3 separate regions of the Pan troglodytes genome follow, and regions 1 and 3 are each linked to region 2. A link is a contact called in public HiChIP or PLAC-seq data. All regions are on one chromosome and are shown on one strand. Each heading gives the region's core, a stretch centred on a gene start, on an enhancer-like site or on the middle of the called end of the contact. The rest is flanking DNA. Distances are from core to core; before and after follow the strand shown. Region 1 holds the start of WDFY2 (WD repeat and FYVE domain containing 2). Region 2 holds the start of NEK5 (NIMA related kinase 5). Region 3 holds the start of INTS6 (integrator complex subunit 6).

Region 1 (2,787 bases), core at 148-2,647, 540 kb before region 2:
ATTTTTCCCACAAGAGACTTTGCAGGGCAATTTTAAGGCATGGCAAGGAAATACAATTTGGGGTAAAACATTTTGATTTTCTTCCTTGTTACGCCAGAGTCAGACTGGAAAGTAAGTCATGACATACATGGTCAAAACCCATCTGATGAGAATTTATGGTTTTTGTAGGCCATGACTCCCCAGACCCCTTAGATAGGAATTTGGGCAAGATAAAAAAGCAGAGCTTAGTCTTCACGATCAACCCCACATGCCAGGCCTTCTGGTAGGCACCTAACATTCAGTCAGTAACTACAGTAACTGTGTCCGTTATGTCTGGAGCAAGCTAAAAAGGCTGGATTGCTGGGGAAATGGAAAGAAGCCAGCACTACGGGTCTGGGTTCAAGTCTGGAGGGAAGGAGGGGTTGTTTAGCCCTAACTTTGCACTAAAGTAACCTTGGCTGTGTAATTTAGCCATCTAAGAAAACGAGGGGATAGACACCCCATATGATCTCTGAGCTCCCTTGAAGATGTCTGTATGAAAGATTCTCTCCTTTCCATGTCCCTTCCGTGCCACTATTCCGAGCATCAGTCTGACCCTAGGAGTGGTGACGTCCTACTCAGCTGGGGGCTGCCCCTCAGTTCCCATAGAGGCAAGTCTGGGTCCTGACTTGGCCAATGGCCCTGGAGGCCGCTGAGCTCCTCAGGCCCATAGCGCAGAGAAGTGGGCGATAGGTCATTCCAGGACAAGGGGGCGGAGGCTTCAAGAAACTACGACTCCCAGGAGGCCACTGGGTTCCCTGCGGCAGCCTGGGCCTGGCGCATGTTGGGAGCAGTAAGCGGCCTCCCGCCGCGCTTCATTGTTAAGACCGCTAGGCCAGGTAGCCCGCGCGCATGCCCAGTCACGTCCCAACTAGTTGGGCGGCTTTCCTTCCTGCAGGCCTCTTCTCTTTCCGGTCTTGCTGAGGCGCTCCTTTCCCCGCCTCACCTCCGCCCTCTTTTCAGGGAATTTCGAAGGGGCGTGGCGTCTGGCAAGCGCGTCCCCAGGGGTGTGTATACGCGCGTTCACCGGAGGTTAAAGAGGGAGGAGCCTAAACCTTGGGTGTGGAAGGCAGAGAGAAGACCGCGGGGAACGGAAAGCGCATGCGTCCTAGTGGTGCTGCAGCGCCCGGGGAGTCGCGGAGGGGAGGGGTGAAAATGGGCTTGCGGGACTGACGCACGCGCATTGGGATACCAGATCCCCGCCTCCTGCTCCAGGTCTCCCCTCCTCCTGCTCCAGGTTTCCCCTCCTCCTTCACCACCCTCCCGGAAGTGGAGCCGCCCTCGCGCCCACCAGCGGCTACCCCCTGCGGCAGGCCCCGCCCACACAGGCTCCGCCCCCCGGCGCTCCGCCCCCTCCTCTGGTAGTGGCGCCGGCTTGCATCCCAGGTCGTGGCGGTTTTGGTGCCTGAAGCAGGGAGCGCGGAGTCGTTCCCGAGAGAGGCGGCCAGGCTATGCTCGCCGGTTTCCGGCGTTCCGCTCCGGCCAGCCAGCGTCTCTGTCTCAACCTGTGTCCGTGCTCCAGCAGTCTCCTCAGCCCGGCCCCGCGGCGCGGTTGGCGGCGGCGCCCCAGGCGCGCCCCCTCCTCCGATGGCGGCGGAGATCCAGCCCAAGCCTCTGACCCGCAAGCCGATCCTGCTGCAGCGGATGGAGGGGTCCCAGGAGGTGGTGAATATGGCCGTGATCGTGCCCAAAGAGGAGGGCGTCATCAGCGTCTCCGAGGACAGGTATGGACTACTGCCATTCGGCCGCGAGGAGGGGCGGGACGGGCCGACGGCCCTCGAGCCCGCGTCAGGGGCTGTGCCTCCACGTCGGCGCGAGTGTAGACTTGCTACCCCAAGTTTTATTGTAATGCGCATCCTGGTGGTGCCAGTGTCCAGCTGCGCGCCGCCTCCGCTGTGTGGCTCCGGGAAGCGGAGCCGGGACGGCGGCAAGCGCTCCGGCTTCACCCCGGGCTGGGTAGTGCCTGCGGGAGCCGGGTGGCCCTCGGGCTAACGGTGCGCTGAAGGGACTTTGGTCCATCCCTGAGGACAGGAAGGAAAGAGGGGAGGAGCCGCCCGGCTCTGCAGGTGTGTGCTTGGGGAACGATGCCCTGAGCCGCCTCTGCAAGATAACCAAGGGGTTTGGGGTACTCTTGTACAGCTCCCAGGGTTTCAAACGGAGAAAGCAAATGCCACTCCTTCTTCCTAGACGTTCCTACTGAATCCAGATAACCCAGACATCTTAGGCTGAATTCAGTGAATATTCTAAGTTGTACCAAGAGTAAGTTTAGGCTTCTGCGTGGTGCCTTCTTTCCTTTCCCCTCCTTATCTCTTGGAGCTCGAGGAGAAGCGCGTAGAACTTGTAACGGATCACTGCTGCAAATAGCTCTTGAGTTCCTTCCCTTTGCCTGTTTCCTTTATTTTTGCTTAATTTTGCTTAATTTGCAGAAGTGGAACTAGTTGTTCTGCCTTCAAATATTCTCTCTGTTTTGCGTTTTCGCTTTAACTGAATTTCCTTGAATATGCAGGAATAAAGCTGATGAAGCTAATTTCTAGAGTAATGTTGCTTGAAGATAGTATTATGATAATTTATCTGAAATTGTTTCTTTGCTAAAATCTATGTAAGCATTCTTACAAAAGAACACTGTAGAGGTACATAACACGGGGATTTTACAGTAAGTAGGTTTTCTTAATATAAGTTCAAATCATGCAGAGGTAAAGTATCCTTTCTTGGTGACTCAAAATTGAGAGGCTGAGCAACAAAGTGCTCATTGCTGTCTTTATAGTCATT
Region 2 (3,066 bases), core at 176-2,675:
AGACACGGGTCATAGCTCAGCTTTGATACACTTTTGCCCTGTATTCTCGGGTAAGTCACTTAACCTGGCAAAACCTCACTTTCCTAATTTCTAAAATGGAATAACAATACCTGTTTTGCAAGTTTGTTCTGAGAATGAAAGATACTATATCCGGTGTTTCGCACGTTTATAAAGCAGGAATGTCCTTAGGCTTGTGCACTTTTATAGTTCAGCCTTTCTTAGTGGGGACGTACTGCCCCCTAGGGGGAATTCTGGAAATATATGGGGGTGGGGAAGCTGTTTCCCCAAGATTCAGAGGCATGAGGTTTACAGGTGGTTGGGGCCTGAGATGGTAGGATTCTGCGATTCGAGAGACAGTCCCGCACAATAAAGGATTACCCCGCGGCCCTACAATCTTGGAGAGTCTTCCTATACATTCCTGTGCGTGGAAAAATCCGTTTGTGGCTAGAACCAAACTCTATTTTACATCGAAATGCTAAGTATTTTTGCAGTTTTAATGAACGCTTCTTTTTTTTTCGAGGAATGCAACTACATGTAAATCAAGGCTTGATTGCACTTCGGTTTGGAGGTTTACCAAGAATTGTTCACCATTTGGGAAAACCACGCGCTTCACTGGCCACGCTGCTCCTGGTCCCGGAGACCCAACAATCTGCATTTGCTGCCGTCACGTTCAGGCGACTCCCCAGGCGCGGCTACTGGCTACTTCTCTACATTTTCCAAGGGTAGTAGTGCCAAGCATTTTCAGATTGAAATATGTACTTTCTTACTTATTGCTTTCCTTCTATTTCCTCTTTATGCTACAGTTAGGGCATAATACAGTTTTGTTGTTGTTGTTAATGGGGTGAGCAGGGGGCTTGTTTTCGAATAATTTTATGTCAGGGTGGGAAGTCGGTACTGGGTTGCAGGGGGCTGGGAACCAGCTCCGCAGCCAGGAGAGGCTGCAGACACCGGAGGATCGGGTTCTGAGAGAGACGCATACGGACTTGGGGCCGGGGGTGACTCGCCCTCGGGAGGCCCGCGACCCTCCCGCCCAAGTGGCACCAAAGGGTGGAAGCCCCCAAATTAGGAAAATTCCTTCTCCCCTAGGGCCGCCCCTGGAAAAGCGGCCGCGGGTGGGTGGCAAGACGCTTACCCGTACCCGACCTCCGCGTGTGGAGCGTTGCCATAGAGACCGACGTGCCCTGGACGCTACACCCACACAGCCCAGGACGCTAGGCCTTTTCTGGGCCGCCCCCGCCGCCCCAGGCCGAGACTCCATCCCTTTCCCCCACCCTGCCCGGCTCCCGAAGCCCTGTGGCGGCTCCGGGCAAGAACTAAGGGCGGCCCCTGCAGCGTACCTGCTCCGCCGGCTCCGCGGGGCCAACGAAGCGTCCCGGAAGGATCCGGGTTCCCAGGGCCGCTGCGCCTCCCTGCGGCCGGGGCGGAGCCGCGCAAGGAAACGCGGGCGGGGCGCGGGTCTGGAATGGCCTGGGGACCAGGCCACCTCGAGGCAGGGTCAGGCGCCAGGGAGTTTGGAGACCCGGCAGAGTCACCCCGCAACCGTCCCGTTGCCTTGGGTCGGGATTCCTTTGCTTTGCAGTCTACAGTAGCGCTCCCCGCTCTTGCTTAAGGTGCACCAGACGCTTCGCAAACGTTCTCTCTTTTCTTTACAACCCCTCAAGGCAGTAGTCTCCCAGTTTTACAAATGAGCTAAACTGAGACAGGAAGAGTGTTTCTTGTACAAGGTCTCAGATATTGCCAAAAGGTGGACGTGAGACTGGAACGGCTTCCTACTCTTTGGGCCACAGCGGCGGCCTGCCAAGGGACTTTCTAACGAAACCGGCGCTGCCCAAGCGTCTGCACGCACGCCCAGTGCCCATCCCACCCTGCCTCATTCTGGATTTGCACATCAAGCTGCTGTCTAAAATGTTTAAGTAGTTGAAAAAAATGTTAATTTTCAGCAATTGTAAATAATGACGCAAGTTAAATATATCCAATTGAATCGAAACACTACAGTAATATGGTACCCTCCATCGTCCATCTCACACACACACACACAAAAACCCCACAAAAAACTCTTAAAAATCGTAAGTTTACATCATTACTTTTCCTTCTTAAAATCATCTCTCCGCCGCCCCCTCCCCGTCCCCGCCACAAAAAATTTCTTCTTCTTGTAAGCACTCTAGTCAAGTTGGATTAGGGCTGAACTAAAGGCCTCATTTTGATCTAATTGCATCTTTAAAGTCTCTGTCTCCGAATACAGTCTCATTATTAGTTATTGGTGTTAGATTTCAGTCTGTGAATTGGGGGTGGCCGCGGCGGGGGTGAATGCAGCCCGTAGCAGGAGTCCAAAAGTTGTTTAGCAGTTGGAATATCCAATGTTTGTTTCTTTGGCAGTGAAATTCCCTCAAAATATTAGTAGGTATATGATCTACTTGTTTTTGTTTAATTACATGTGTCAGTGACCACACCCAAATTTCCTCCCTAGAATTCTTAGACTTGCTTCATTAAATCATATCTTCATTCTACTTTCCTGATAGAATTTTACCTCAGTTATCTTTTTCATACTTGAAAGTCTTATTGATCATCCTATCATACTGCTGAAAGAAGTATAGAAATGGAAATTTATATTTCCTGCTCATAGAATTTTATTTTTTCTGGATTAAATTGTTAAAATTACTAGTACTACACAATTGATCACAATAAAATGTATCACAATACTGATAATTATTAAATATAAAAAATAAAATTGTATTGAAAATTCATCTCTTTAAGACCTGGATGGGCTTCCCATGCACCGTTAGTTCCTGTATCCATACATGAATGCTAACTTCTTGCTACAATGAAGTTTAACACTGATTCTCTTCCATTTTCTTAAGGCTGTAAGTGCTGAGAAATAAGTACATAGGAATGAAAAGTTTTGTTAAAAGTGTCCCTCAATTTTTGTCTAGTTGTATCTCAAGAATCATATAGTAATCTGTCACCAAAACTGGTTTATAATCATGAACTGATAATTCCATTAGTCTTCTGAAATTTTATTAAAAGCAAAACCCCATAAGCCATTCTGATTTTGAAAAGGATTTATTG
Region 3 (3,103 bases), core at 140-2,639, 670 kb before region 2:
GAGCCCGCAGGGAAGAGACCTCAGCGGCTGGGAGCGCAGCGGGTGGGGGAGGGGAGCATAATGAAGGGTGAATGGGGGGGCGGGGAGGGCGAGCGAGGAAGGAACAGGGAAGGGAAGGGAGGAAAGGGGGAGGGCGAGGGCTGTTACCTTGATAGCATAGGGCGGCTCTTCGAAAGTGACCAGCATATACCTGTCTCCTCTGCTGGCAGGGTCCCGGGCACGGAGCTGCGGGACGGGAGGAGGAACAGGGCGGGCGACAGGGAAGCACAGAGGCGAGGTTACGAGGCGGAGAAGGGGCGCCCAGCGGCCCCGCCGCCCCCACAGTACCGCACGCGCAGCGGCCACCCCTCCACGCCGTCCCCCACACACAGATCGCTCCCCACACACCGCCCGGGGCCGGAGCCCGGGCCCCGGCCGAACCCGGCTCGCAGCGCCCGCCCGCCCGCGCGGTGGGGGAGGGGGTCCCCGAGCCCGGCAGCTCCCGCAGTCAGGTCCCCGACACCCCCGCCCCGGCCGCCCTCCCCCACCCTGCCGCCCGTGGGCCGCCGGGCCGGGGTCGCCGCCCGGGCTCGGTCAGTCGGTACCTTCATGAAGGTCTCTACCGCGCCTTTGGCCGTGTCCAGGTAGGTGGTGCCCAGATGGCTGCGCTGGTTCATAGAGGCAGACGTGTCTATCAGGAACAGTAAGATGGGCATAGTGCTGGCCGGGGACACCGGGGCCCGAGGTGGTGGAGAAAGAGGAGATGGTAGAGGTGGAGGCGCCGGTGGCGGCGACCGCCGCTACGCGGGGCGGGGGAGCACGGCCCCCGGGAGGAAAACACTGTCTGGGTCTTTCCTCCGGCTGCGGGGAGTTTCTCCCCCGATAGTTGAGAGGAAACTCCCCAGACCCAGTGCTCCCCGTCGTACCCCCGCCTCCGCCTCCTCCTGCCTGCCTGCCCGCTGGGGCGGGCGCCCAGCCGTCTGTCTGTCGGTTCGTCCCCCCCGCCTCGGGGGTCCCGTCCCCGCTCCCGGCCCCTGTGTGTGTCCCAGCGGGAGACGGGCCTGGCTCCCCACCCCACCCCCGGTACAGGGAGTGGGGACCTGGGAGCTGGCGAAGAGGGGAGTGGGCTGAGGGGAGATTGGCCTTGGGGCTGTTGGGAGAAGTTTCAGGGACTCCCTCCGCACCCCGGCGGTGTCACCACTTTCTCAGCCCCTCTCGCTACTGAAGCGCTTTTCTCTCTCACACTCCGGTTTTAACTCGGGCAGGGGCTGCGGAGGCTCCGCCCCTGACACGTCCCCGAGCCACGTGATACACCGCCTCGCCGTTCTACTGGTCAGGACCTATCCTCTCATTAGCATATTTAAACAGCTCAGGGGCGGGGGAAGCTTGTAGGCCGGCTCCGGGGACAGTTATTGAGCACGCGCAGAGGTGGGGCGTCGGGTGCGCGCGAGCGGGCGGGCGGGCCGACCCGGAGGCGGGCTTCGGGAAGGGGCGGGGCCGGACTGCGGAAGGACCGCGAGGTGGGGGCGGGGGCCGCGTCCGCGCGCGCGGGGCGGCCGCGGCGGTGAGCCTGCGCGTCAGGGCCGCTGGCCTCTCCTTGGCTGTTGGAGGTGATAGGGGTCGAGGGGAGGGAAAAAGGGGCTGGCGTCAGCTGCCCCTGTGAGGTGGCCGTAGCGTGGACGAGTAAGAAAGGTTGAGTAAAGTGGACAAACAGCTGGTTAGGAGAAGAGGGCAGGCCCGCAGCCGCCCTCCGGAGGAGGACTCGGGGCCTCGCGGGCGCCGGAGGAGGTTCCTGGGCCTCGGAGGGCCGCCCCGGCGCGGGCGGGCGCGAGCGGGCGCGGGCGGGGGAGGGGAAGTGAGAGGTTGTTTATGACCGGGGACTAATCTCCTCCGCGAGTCACAGCGCTCCCTCTGGGGAGTGCGGTTGAGGGGCTGTCCTCGCACGGAGCCTCCCTCGGCCTCGGGGGAGCCACGAGAGGTGGGAGTTGGACCCGCAGCGGGCCAGGAGCCCTGTCATTGGAGGACCCGCCAAAAAGGAAGCAAACCCTCTTTTTCTTTATCCAACCCCAAATAGGGCCTAGGGGAAGACTCACATATCGATAAATGGTTTGTTGCCCGTTTTATTCTCTGGGAAATACAACTGATCTTACCAAAGAAATAACCTGTCTCTTGCCGTGTTTACTTAGAGCCATAGAATACCTGTTTCAGAGCTGAAGGGTACCTGAGCCCATGATAATCCATTACCTCGTGAGAAAGCGGAAAAACTGACTTCAGCTTGCCCAGATGGCGCAGAGAATGGGTTTCCCGTAACCCCGCCTGTGTCTTTCCTTCAGCCTCGTCCCAAATGCCGTGGGAGGGAAGGCACTCTCTGTCAAGCTGCTGTCACCTTACCTGAAGTAAGGAGTCCACGCCTGCATGTCCGAGGAAAACAGTTTTCTCAAACACATTAGTTGAAAAACTGAAGACGCTGCCTAAAATACAAGCTGAGTTAGAGACAGCCCTTGTAAGACTAGGTAGGTATTTACAGGGCCTCTCCCACTAGCTTTGTTTTTCCAGAGTTTGTTCTTTATCCGGAAATTCTTAAATTGCCTACTGATCATTTAAAGAAAGGGTTCTATTAACATTGACACAGAAGAGACACTTTGTGGCACTTTTTAAAAATCTGAGTCTCGTGACTTGGTATAACTTCTGAAACTTACTGTTAATTTATAGCAGAGCTATTTGAGTAATATGCTCTTCTATGAGTATGAACAATAGAAGAAGTGTGATTTTTAAAGAGATTTGGACTACAAAATAAGAGCATGGAATATAGGCTTTACAGCCAGTACTTGCTGAGGATGTACTGTGTATTAGGTGTGGTGCATATAAAAAATAAATAAAATGTGGTCCCTGTCTTCAAAGAGCTTATGTTTTTTAGGAAAATGCTACATATTACTAGCTACTCCAAGGCAGAAAGTTGTTAGACACCAAATCAGAAAAAATAAAAATGTATTACCTTGGGGTGATGCAGGAACATTTTCCAAGGTTTCAGCTTTGCCTTAGTGTTTCTTAAACAGATCATAGATCTGAAGATAAGAATCAGAGTTCTATGGCAAAATACGAGTTATTTTACCAGTTATAAAGA

What was found. HiChIP or PLAC-seq counts read pairs in DNA pulled down with a chosen protein or histone mark.
Region 1: a contact with region 2 is called in an H3K4me3 HiChIP or PLAC-seq map of stem cell-derived excitatory neurons, with 4 times the contacts expected there. The contact joins the promoter of WDFY2 here to the promoter of NEK5 in region 2. A contact is called at or near these places in 1 of 7 Hi-C or Micro-C datasets (stem cell-derived neural progenitor cells) and 1 of 1 datasets of contacts at active chromatin or transcription factors (stem cell-derived excitatory neurons).
Region 3: an H3K4me3 HiChIP or PLAC-seq map of stem cell-derived excitatory neurons shows a contact between it and region 2, with 6 times the contacts expected there. The contact joins the promoter of INTS6 here to the promoter of NEK5 in region 2. A contact is called at or near these places in 1 of 7 Hi-C or Micro-C datasets (stem cell-derived neural progenitor cells) and 1 of 1 datasets of contacts at active chromatin or transcription factors (stem cell-derived excitatory neurons).

The regions. Positions count from the first base shown.
Region 1 is chr14:57,170,019-57,172,805 of NHGRI_mPanTro3-v2.0_pri, forward strand. WDFY2 (WD repeat and FYVE domain containing 2) reads left to right here and starts at 1,398. Exons shown (of 12, transcript NM_001280241.1): 1 at 1,398-1,742. The coding sequence starts at 1,606.
Region 2 is chr14:57,712,438-57,715,503 of NHGRI_mPanTro3-v2.0_pri, forward strand. NEK5 (NIMA related kinase 5) reads right to left here and starts at 1,426. Exons shown (of 24, transcript XM_009427003.5): 1 at 1,338-1,426.
Region 3 is chr14:57,038,761-57,041,863 of NHGRI_mPanTro3-v2.0_pri, forward strand. INTS6 (integrator complex subunit 6) reads right to left here and starts at 1,390. Exons shown (of 18, transcript NM_001280238.1): 1 at 585-1,390; 2 at 148-225. The coding sequence starts at 695. It also overlaps the pseudogene LOC134808201.